Regions from separate parts of the Zea mays genome. Here region 1 is linked to region 2. Evidence: chromatin contacts called from public Hi-C data. All regions are on one chromosome and are shown on one strand. The core of a region is the stretch at or near the end of the contact, and the rest is flanking DNA. Distances in the headings are between cores, read along the strand shown.

Region 1 (6,303 bases), core at 1,134-3,633, 260 kb before region 2:
ACATATTCAAACTCCACTCTAATGCAGAACAGTGTTTTTGGATAATCTATGCGTAGACTAGTGCAGATGGCCTAACACAGGCAGGACAGATTTTCATCACATGCGGAGTACAGAAAACAATAGGACATCTTTGGGGTTCGATACCCACATACGAAAACAACAGGACATCAATTATCTTGGGTGCATACCTTGGTTTCTCATCATAATTCAAAATAACATTTAAAATATGTAGCTAGTACAGAAAACTCTTTTCGCGACACTTGGAACAGTAAACTAAGACGTTCAAGCTTCCACTGTCTCGGTGGGAGCCTCGATCAGAAGACCCTTTGTCGGCTTAGCCAAGAGGTCGGTGAACTCCTGGAACGGGGTCTTGGCATACTTGGTCTCGGCCCAGAACTCAGGAGTGAGGAAGCCGTAGGTCTTCATCAGACAATCAAAGGTTGCCTGCAATTCGCAAGGGTGTGACATGTGCTATTTAGTTCCCACACTAACAAAATGAAAGACAGTCTACGTTGTACTGAAGCTATACTCAAATAGGGATCAGGTGATTAGCTATACCAGTACATTTAGGCATCAAATGATATGCTATTCCACCTCAAAGATGGTAAAAAAGAAACATGGAATCACAAACTTCACGGAACAAATAATCGTATTCAGACAAGAGTTCATTGGAATGGAAATCATGCAAAGCGACATTTAGCTTACAGACTGAAATTAGCTTCACTGACCGAAAAACAAGCATGAAAACATGAATGGAAGTCACAATATACGCATTGGCTGGACAAAAATACAAAATTTGTGAAAGAATATAAACAGGGCAGGATTTGCACTGTGCGTACATGGAATGATTCAGTGCATAATTTAATATAAATAACAGATTGGACAGAACAAAAAACAACAACTATGTATCAGTCATACACTGGTTTCATCACCATATGCCACAGGTAGTGTTATGGTAGACAACGCAGCACTGGGCAGAGCCGCCCCTGCTCCATGGGCTGTCACCGGACAGCAATAATTTTCTGTGATTTCCGTTGCCAATTAATGTTCACATGTGAAGGTGAACCATGGTGTAGTAGAGGTACAATCAATGGAACTTTGTGCTGATTCTGCCTCTGTGCAGCAGTGACCAAATAGCAATGACAACTTATTGCGATTCTATTTATATACTAACCCTACCAAGGAAGTTATACATGACGCAAAGCCCAAATAATAACAAGCCCCATTCAAATTTCAGTTCTAATAGAAGACAAATACAAGTAAACAACTACGCTAGGTAGCTTCGTAGTTACAAATATCAAAAGATTTGTAACTTTAGACTACATTTTTTGTCTAAATTTGTATAAGTCTAAATGTAGTATGAAGTTACAAATCTAGACCATAAAATGTTGTGATGGACACTAAAAATCTATCGAAAGATGCGCAGATAACATTAACTAAAAATGCATAGTGTGTAGAGTACCATAGGAAGCAAATAATAAGTAATAACACATAATTACACAAAGATCTAAACAGGTATACCTTGACGAAGTTACCGAGTGTCTTGGTGGAGCCACGGGACGAGGTAAAGACATCTTCAATGCCGGCGAACTGGAGGACCTTCTTGGGCACGCGGGCAGCGACAATCCCGGACCCCCTGGGCGCCGGCACCATGCGCACGGTGACGGACCCGCACTTGCCGGTGACCTTGCAGGGCACAGTGTGCGGCTGGCCGATCTTGTTTCCCCAGTAGCCCCTCCTGACGGGCACGACCGAGAGCTTGGCCAGGATGATGGCGCCACGGATGGCGGTGGCGACCTCCTTGGCGCACTTGACGCCGAGCCCGACGTGGCCGTCCCCGTCGCCGACGACGACGAAGGCCTTGAAACGCGTGCGCTGCCCGGCGCGGGTCTGCTTCTGGACGGGCGTGATCTTCATCACCTCGTCCTTGAGCCCCGGGACGAGGGTCTCCACGATCTGGTGCTCCTTGACCGGCAGCGAGTGCAGGTAGATCTCCTCAATCTTGTTGATCCGGTTCTCCTTCACGAGGCGCCCGAGCTTGGTGACGGGCACCCACTTCTCCTCCTCCTGCTGGCGGCCGCCGCGCCGGCCACCACGGCGACCACCACGGTCGCCGCGCCCGCCGCGACCGAACCCGCGGCCAAAACCGCCACGCTCGCCGCCGCGTTCTCCGCCACGCTCGCCGCCTCGCTCCGCCATAGCTGGGTGAGTGAAGGGTCCGAGGTTGCCGCCGATTTGGCGCGCTGGGAGCGATGTGCTGGGGAGCGGCGGCGCGAGGGTTTGGGAGGGCAGCTGCGTTGAAGCTGGCGGCGGCTTATATACAACGTGGCAGTGGAGAAAGGGATTAGGGTTTGGGGGAACGAGAAGTTGGACTGGGCCGTGCGGTTGTAATGAGCCGTGGAGAATGAGTAGATGGACTCGGGCGCCCAGTGCATTGGCTGTGCGAAGTCTAGTGGATTCCTTGAATGGATGGACAGTGGGCCAGAATCGGGTTAGGCACATTGTGGGTTGTTGGTATTCAATTAGTTATGTTGAGTGTGAGGCTATCTCTAAGAGTCTACCCATCTTATCTCTATATTCAAACTTCACTCTGTGTAAATAGTATAGTCTACATTATAACAGTGTTTTGATTGACTATATGGGTGAACCGTTGGAGACGGTCTAATATGGTCGCAGATATTATATTGGTATTTTAAACCTTTCCTTTAGTAATAGAGACATAAAAAGATATAGAAGATCTATTTATTGATTCTCTTTCCGTGACAATGCAAGCATAAATAGAGGTAAGAAAAACATAATAGATGAACTCTTCTTTTATTATCTATTAAAAAGGGCTACCTATCTATTATATAAGAAACTAAATATGTTTCTAGAGATATGTTTGGTATTGTCCCATATAATTCATTAGGGGTCGTTCAGTTTTCCACGGATTTGTGGCCCGGATTGATTGCCTAATTTATATAAGATTTGATTAGCGGGAACAATTTTGGGTGTATTCCAAGATAAACGAGCAAAGCCTTATAGAGTTTCTTAACACTCTCTGGACAAATGACATTACTAACTCATGCCTCCTTAAAACTCCAAAAAAAAGCAAAGGAAAAAATAAAGTGATTTTCAAGATCAAATGACATAGGCTAATAGTTAAGAGTGCTCTCCCTCTAAACCGTGTAGGTTTCTTAAGTGGCTCATCTCTATACCTTAAACTGAACTTTTGAATGTGATCACAAGCAAGAATTTGATGAATAAATTAGTCAAATTAGGATAGAAAAAATTATCTTAACTTGCACAATTTTCTTCACCCTTATTATAGAGTTAGTGATGATAGGAAAAAAATAGGAGAAATATGTTTTGCCATACTATTCTAATATAACATGTTTCTATTTGTAGATAAATGTGGGGCATTTGAGGTGTCAAAACCATACAACTCATGGATGTGATTACTTATCTGTTGTAGCCAAACACATTCACATGTGACTTCATATATGTAGTTACTAGACATCGCTACTAGTACGTGTTTACTTCGATTCTAGTATATAGCAATAGCACCAAAGAGAAACACAAAACCATGATGGGATCTAACATTAGGGGATCCAAGAGATATCCAACATCTACATATCCCATCGGATTTTGATCCTTTTATCTTGAGAAAACAGTCCAAGATCTTGGGTGGCGTTTGGTTCGTGAAATGTAACATAAATGGTAATGATAACGATTCACACTCGAATACGGACGATAACAAATTTGAATAATGTCGTATCCATTTGTAGTGTGGTATCGATTACGGTTAGACTTAAACAAACATGATTTAACGTTATTGGTTTCCCATTGCGTTACAAGTATGTGAACCAAACGGCACCTTGAGTGCCTTTGATGTATCTTAGTATAGTCTTATCACATGTCCAACGTATTCTAGATGTGTTCACACTATGCCTAGCTACCAAACTCAATGTGAATGCAATATCAAGCATAGTGCAGTTCGCAAGATACATAGATGCTCAAATAGCGAAGGGTAAGGAACTTCAAGTCCTAGTGATTCCTCATCACCACTCAAAAAAATTGTACAATCATTAAGGTCTTTAAAGGCCGAGCTTGGGCTAGATATCGAGTCAGCTCGGTTCGACCCAGTTTGAGCTTGTGAGAGCACCTAGAGGGGGGTGAATAGGTGATCCTATGAAAATCAAATACTTGTAGCCACAAAAACTTGGTTAAGTGTTAGCTCAATAGAATCAAGTGGCTAAGGACCAAGCTCTTGTGAAACACAATGGTCACGAAGAAAACAAGCACAAGAGACACGGTGATTTATCCCATGGTTCGACCCAGTATAACATTTACCTACTCCACGTTGTAGCGTCCCACTGGATGAGGGTCGCACTCAACCCCTTTCAAGTGATCCAATGATCAACTTGAATACCACTGTGTTTTCCTTTCTTTTACTATCTCCCGTTCGCGAGGATTCTCCACAACTTGTAGCCTCTCGCCCTTACAAATGATGATCACAAAGAAGCACGGAAGTAAGGGAGGGGAGAGCAACACACACAAGACTCAAAGCACGAGCACAACCACGCACACAAGCCACAACTTGAGCTCACAACACAATGCGAGGAGTTCTCTACTCAAATAGAGCTCAAGTCACTATCATAAAGAATCAAATGCGCGATAATGGAGTCTTGGTGCTTAGAGATGATCAAAGAATGCTTGGGTGACTCCTCCATGCGCCTAGGGGTCCCATATATAGCCCCAAGGCAGCTAGTAGTCGTTGGAGGCAATCTGGAAAGGCAATTCTTGCCTTCTGTCGGGTGGCGCACCGGACAATCTGGTGCACCACCGGACAGGCACTGTTCATGGTCCGGTGCAGATCGCCTTCCTAAAATGGCACAGCCGACCGTTGCAGAATTATAGCCGTTGGCGCACCGGACACTGTCCGGTGCACACCGGACAGTCCGGTGCCTCCTGTCGACCGTTGGAGCGGGCCACGCGTCGCCCGCGGATTTGGCGGCCGACCGTTGCGCTGGCAGCCGTTGGCTCACCGGACCGTCCGGTGAATTATAGTCGCACGCCGCCGATGAATTCCCGAGAGTGGCCAGTTCGCCAGAAGCCAGCCTGGCGCACCGGACACTGTCCGGTGCACCACCGGACAGTCCGGTGTGCCAGACTGCGCTGAGTCTTGGCTGCTCCAGCCAAGTCTTTTCCTTTTTCTCTTTTATCTGATTCTAGCACTTAGACAAATATATTAGTACACAAAAACCAATGTACTAAGTCTAGAATCATACCTTATTGTTGATTTGCACCTCATCCATCATTTGACACATAATTACTCACTCAATATGTGTTGGGCACTTAATCACCAAAACTATACTAGAAATGGCCCAAGGGCACATTTACCTTTCAATCTTCCCCTTTTTGGTGATTTATGCCAACACATCAAAAAGCAACAAATAGAAGTGCAACATCAATGCAATTGAGAACAAAAATTGTCTTTTACAAGATTTGACATATTTGGATCGTTCTTTGCCACCACTTGGTTTGTTTTTGCAAATCAAATTCATTTTCCTATCTCTAAGTCAAACTCACTTGTTTGGGCATAAAGAGAGATAATCCAAGAGTGAAAATGATCAAGATCCAAAAACTCCCCCTTTTCCCATAATCATAAATTCTCCCCATAAGAGACCAAGTTTTGACAATAAGAGTATTTTAACAAATCAAAAGTTCTAACTCTACTATTTTCAAAGTTCTCAAGTGGTAGCTGAATCATTTGCTTTGGCCTTAATTTCTCCCCCTTTGGCATTAAGCACCAAAATGGGATCATTATTGGCCCTTAAACCCCATTGCCTCACCAAAATCGTCAATTAAGAGTAAAAAGGCAATAAGAGCATGGAGATGAACTTGGAGTAAATTACCCTCTCATCGGAGTGCAGTGGAAGTCTTGCATGGTCCAAGTTCACCTTTCCCTTTCAATCCACCTTTGAGACTAAATTAAGCAAACTCAAGCACACGGTTAGTCTCAAAGGGTCAAATTGTAGCATTTCTCCACCTAAATATGTGCATCATTCACACATGGACTTGTGAGGTCCAGGGATCCCTTGCACAACTTGAGCACCATAAATAAGCAATAATATGCATAAAGGAACATGATCAAGGACATAAAACACATGTATGCTATAGATCAATCCAAGTTACGCGAATCTAAGACATTTAGCTCACTACACAACCTGCAAAAGGTCTTCTCATCTAAGGGCTTGGTAAAGATATCGGCTAGCTGGTTCTCGGTGCTAACATAAAACACTTCGATATCTCCCTTTTGCT
Region 2 (5,575 bases), core at 2,050-4,549:
GACGAAGGATTCCTTCTCTTTGTCGTTGATCACTATACCCTTCCCCTTAGGATCCATCTCTTCGGGCGGTTAGTCCCTTTGTGAAGAGAACGGCTCCGATACCAATTGAGAGCACCTAGAGGGGGGGGGGGTGAATAGGTGATCCTGTAAAAACTTCAAACTTAAGCCACAAAAACTTGTTAAGTGTTAGCACGATTATTGCCAAGTGGCTAAGGTGAAGTCTCAACAAAACACAGTACCACAAGAGAATCAAGCACAGAGTGACACAGTGGTTTTATCCCGTGGTTCGGCCAAGACCAACGCTTGCCTACTCCACGTTGTGGCGTCCCAACGGACGAGGGTTGCAATCAACCCCTCTCAAGCGGTCCAAAGACCCACTTGAATACCACGGTGTTTTGTTTTCCTTTCACTATCCCGTTTGCAAGGAATCTCCACAAATTGGAGTCTCTTGCCCTTACAAGTATATGATCACAAATGAAACACAGAGTAAGGGAGGGAAGCAACACACACAAATCCACAGCAAAAGCGCACACACACGGCCAAGAATCGAGCTCACAAGACTATCTCAGAGTTCTCACTTAGAACAGAGCTCGAATCACTTAGAAACACAAACGAATGCGCAGAGACTTAGTGTGGATGATCAAGAATGCTCAAAGGTTGCTTGTGTGTCTCCTCCATGCGCCTAGGGGCTCCTTTTATAGCCCCAAGGCAGCTAGGGGGCGTTGAGAGCAAATCCGGAAGGCCACCCTTGCCTTCTGTCGTCGGGGGCACCGGACAGTCCGGTGCACACCGGACACTGTCCGGTGCCCGATTTGTTTCCTTAAACGGCGAAGACGACCGTTGCAGACCGTTGGCAGATCTGGCGCTGTTGGCGCACCGGACATGTCCGGTGCACACCGGACAGTCCGGTGCTGTCTTCCGACCGTTGGCACGGCCACGTGTCCCGCGCGGATTGCGCGGCCGACCGTTGGCCCTGGCCGACCGTTGGCTCACCGGACAGTCCGGTGCACACCGGACAGTCCGGTGAATTTTAGCCGTACGCCGCCGGCCAATTTTCCGAGAGCGGCCAGTTCGAGACGCGCCAGCCTGGCGCACCGGACACTGTCCGGTGCACATCGGACAGTCCGGTGCTCCAGACCGAGCTGGGTCTTGGCAGCACACAGCCAAGTCCCTTCTCCTTTTCTCTATTCTTCTTCTTTCTGTTTCTAACACTTAGACAAATATATTAGTACTTAAAACCAATGTACTAAGGCTTAGAAACATACCTTTACTTCATGATTTTCACTTTGTTCATCCATGTACATAAATTCACATTTAGGCCCTTGTGTTTGCACTCAATCACCAAAATACTTAGAAATGGCCCAAGGGCACATTTCCCTTTCACTACACCCGGCGGGTGCGCTCGCGCGCACCCACCGGAACAAAATACAACCGAGAAGGGTCGGTCCCCTTGCAAAATCCGGCAGAACCTCCAAGCGAGTGCCCGCACTCCCTTTGGGGCTCGGGGGCTATTGTCGGGTACCGTAACTAGGGGTACCTCCAACGCTCCTTAATCCGGCTGGAAAACATCTTCAGAACAAACCATACACAGCTGATAAAGCGCGGTTCAAGTCAAGGCCACGTCTGCCGAGGGACGCGACCTCATCCGAGCCTAGCCTTGGGCGGGAACAGTAGTCTCGGACGGATTCACGCCTCGCCGAGGGTCCCCTCAGTCAGCAGACGCACCCTCGGCTCGCCCGAAGCCTAGCGTGGGCAGACTTTGTCGTGCAGCGACCTTGGCCAAATTGCCTTACCAACCGACTGTATCGCATGCGCATTTAATGCGGGGATCGCTTGACACCTTATCCTGACACGCGTGCCTCAGTCGGCAAGATCGAAGTGACCGCAGTCACTTCGCCCCCTTTACTGTCCGATCTGACAGGAAAACAGCGTTGTTCGCCCCGCTCCGGCTACTGTGCCAACCACCAGGATAAAACTGAGTCACGATCTCCCACGAGTTTGGCCTCGGGCGCAACAGGGAGCTCCGCCTCGCCTGACCTCAGTCCTCGGCCTCAGCCTCGGCCTCAGAAGAAGATCTCCACCTCGCCCGACCTGGGCCTCGGACCGACTACGCCACAGGGGATACATCATTACCCTACTCCTAGCTAGCTGCCTCAGGCTACGAAGGAACAAGACCGGTGTCCCATCTAAGGTCACTCCGGTAACAGGTAATGATGGTCCCCCGCGTGCGCCCATGACGTCGGTTGCTCTCAAACCCCCCTACGGAAGCAAGACAACGTCAGCAGGATCCATGCCGCGCCGACAGCTATGCTTCTACAGGGCTCAAGGTACTTCTCCGCCAGCCACGATAGCACATAGCTACACCCCCTTGTACAGCTGGACATCTCCTTGTATCTATAAAGGGGGATGTCCAGGGCCTTCCTAAGGCACGTCCTGGACAGACGTTGCAACACTGACAACGTTGGACGACACCCTCTCGCTCTCGCCCTCGCTGTCTCGCGACGCTTGTAACCCCTACTACGAGCACCCCGATGCGAGATAATATAAGCCATATTTCCCTCTTGTGTTCCATCTTGCATCATCCTATCTGGGCAGGGACACGCAGCAACAAATTTATTGGTCGGTTGACGGTCCTCGCGGGTTCGAAACGCCGAGATATATATATATAATATATTTATTTAATATTTGACAAGACCGCATGTTTCCAAACGTAATATATATGGTTATATTTAATATAATTATATTTGATATATATATATAATAATAATAATAATAATATGGTGCCAAACATAGGATAGAGTCTTCACACTAGAACCAAACAGAAAAACAGGGTGGCTCTGTTCTGATTGCCAAACACAGAATCGAGTCATTCCATATTCAGAATCTGGAATAGAGTCATTCCGTCCAAATAGGCTCTGGAACCAAACACTACTGTGCTGGTAAATGTTCGAATGATGCTTCTGTCCACATATTTTCCAGTTATCCTATTTGCTATTTTGAAATTTCTTTAACCATGCAGTTTATCAGCCACGGCCCACGGGCCCAACCTGACCGACATGGGCCGAGCTGGAGAGGGTGGGCGGCGGCGCCCGAACAGGTCAGATCAATAGTGCAGTTTTTCAGCAACGGAAAGAATCAGCCCGCCGGTTGCCAACAAGTCCCCCTGGGCTGTGGGTCTCTGACAAATGACAATCCTTTCCCCATCACTCTTGCAGCGTCCGCGTGTCAAATTCCTATTGGAGCCGGATCCTCAAGTTCCCAGCCCACTACGAAATTGTACCCATCCCCAACCAGATCCCCCGCTTCTCCCGCAACCGCGTCGGCGATGGCATCCGCGGCGGCGGCGACCGGCGACGGCGAGAAGGCGCACGCGCACCTAGGGCAGCCTCTCCTCGTGCCGCCGCAGCCCCCTCAACAACCCTACTACGCCTACCCGGCCGCCTCCTACGTGCAGCCCGCCCCACCGCCGCCGCCGGCCCCGACGCTCGTCTTCGTGCCGTCCCCCTGCTCCCCGATGCTCGTGCGCCTCCGCCGCCTGCGCCCGCGCCGCGCGTCCTGCCTCCGCCGATTCTGCGCGCGCGCGCTCCCGCTCCTCCTCTTCCTCGCGCTCCTCGCGGGGCTCGCCTTCCTCCTCTACCCGTCCGCCCCGGCCGCCCGCGTCGCCGACCTCCGTGTCGACAGCTTCCGCGCGCAGCCGCCCGTCCTCGGCCTCGGCCTCGCGCTGCGGCTCCGCGTCAGCAACCCCGGCTTCGTCCTCCCGCTCCGCTACCGCGCGGTCTCCGCCGCCGTCTCCTACCGCGGACACCTGCTCGGGGCCGCCAAAGCGTGGCCCGGGTCCGGCGAGCTTGCGGCCAGGAATGAGGTCTATGCGGATGCTGAGGTGTGGGTGGACGCCGGGAAGGTGCTGGATGACGTGATCGAGCTCATCGGGGACGTGGCCGCGGGGTCAGTGCCGCTTGAGATCGTATCTGAGGTAGTCGGCTCGATCAAGGTGTTCCGTTTCCACATTCCTGTGAAGGTAATTGGGTATTCTCGTCTTCTCGCGGTAGATTGTTACGGACTTTGTTATCCTCCCGTTACCAATAGTTTGGAATTGGGCTAGAGATTTCTAACACTTAAGGACATGAAATGCTATAACTTCAACATTTTTAGCTGTTGGATCTGTTTATAAGTATTAATTTGTAAGATCTAAGGATTTGAGTTAAGTTATCAGGGGCCAGATTCAACTCTTCTGGGCTTAGCTTATGCACGCTTTTCATTGTTTGAATGGTCTGGATTGCTGAACGGGATTTGCAATTTTGAATGTTTATAAGGACGTCTCTTTGTTCACCTAAGATGTTAATAGTGATATTGTTTCATTTTTAATGGTTCCTAGTTTTCGTGAATGATGATATTAGTTGTGAACTTGTGATTGAATCTCGATTGAAAAGAATTGTCAAAATTAGTGGTATGGATGCTTCATTCATAAGTGCATGACAGTGATAGCTCGGGTATGGAATGGACAGCTGGAAAATAGTTTTTTTATTCCATAGAACATGTTCCTAGCATTTATATGGACAGGACTATCATACATGGTGGTAGGCGAATATGGAATATGGTTCACCATCATATCTCTTGGTGTCATAGTTCTTTGGCTTGGCATTTCCATGTTAATAAAGGGGATTTATCAACCTTCTTCAATTTTTATCTGTGAGAAGAATCTAATTATTATATGGCCCTTAGTAACCAGGTTCCCGGATCGATGGGATCGAGGAACGGGAACGTGGTACGCGGAACGCTACAAAAACTAGGATTTAACACTACTGGAACGAGATTGTTCCCACGTTCCCGGAACGGAACGAACGTTCCCGGAACGAGGAACGTGGCCAAGTTCCCAGTTTCCGGTTACTAAGATATGGCCAATAATGGGTTATTGTCATTAGGCTGTTCCTGTATCAGATGTGAATCTGTTAATTTGCCCATAAATGTATTTGCTGGTTCTTTGGCTTGGCATTTCCATGTTAATAAAAGGGACTTATCAACCTTCAATTTTTATCTGTGAGAAGAATCTAATTTTTATATGGCCAATAATGGGTTATTGTCATTAGGCTGTTCCTGTATCAGATGTGAATCTGTTAATTTGCCCATAAATGTATTTGCTGATGCAAGGGAACTGTCAAAAAAAAGTTATTTATACCAGTACACATATGGAGCCAAAAGGTTTTGTAGTCCATTTGTAAAATTATAGTTTTTTTTTGCATGACTTTGTTAGTCTGTTTACCTCCATTATATATTTGTACAAACAACACAGTTTTTGTCCTGAAGTGCAGGTATAGCTCAGAGTATTCGTGTTGAAATATGGTTTAGTCTCCACATGAATGTGGCCTTAGGCAAGCTTGTTCTAACAATCAGGCTTGTTAAAAAATACTGTTCTTTTTCAATGACAATACAAATATGGAAAACTAATTATATAGATGTTAACTGCAATGAACAGTACCACAAATTGTCATTGAAGAATCATTAACATAAAGTAATCAATTGCATGATTTTGTTGGTGTGGATGGGTGAAGGAAAAAAAGGATTGTGGACAAATAAG

Evidence for each region. A called contact is a pair of places that touch in the nucleus more often than the background predicts.
Region 1: a contact with region 2 is called in a Hi-C map of ear, with 2.8 times the contacts expected there. The contact joins the promoter of LOC100283974 here to the promoter of LOC100216939 in region 2. A contact is called at or near these places in 2 of 25 Hi-C or Micro-C datasets (ear and tassel).

Annotation. Positions count from the first base shown.
Region 1 is chr7:18,993,914-19,000,216 of Zm-B73-REFERENCE-NAM-5.0, reverse strand. It overlaps LOC100283974 (40S ribosomal protein S2-like), which reads right to left and starts at 2,383. Exons shown (of 2, transcript NM_001374374.1): 1 at 1,522-2,383; 2 at 68-444. The coding sequence starts at 2,199. The coding sequence ends at 283.
Region 2 is chr7:18,736,682-18,742,256 of Zm-B73-REFERENCE-NAM-5.0, reverse strand. LOC100216939 reads left to right here and starts at 3,299. Exons shown (of 3, transcript NM_001143322.1): 1 at 3,299-4,018. The coding sequence starts at 3,326.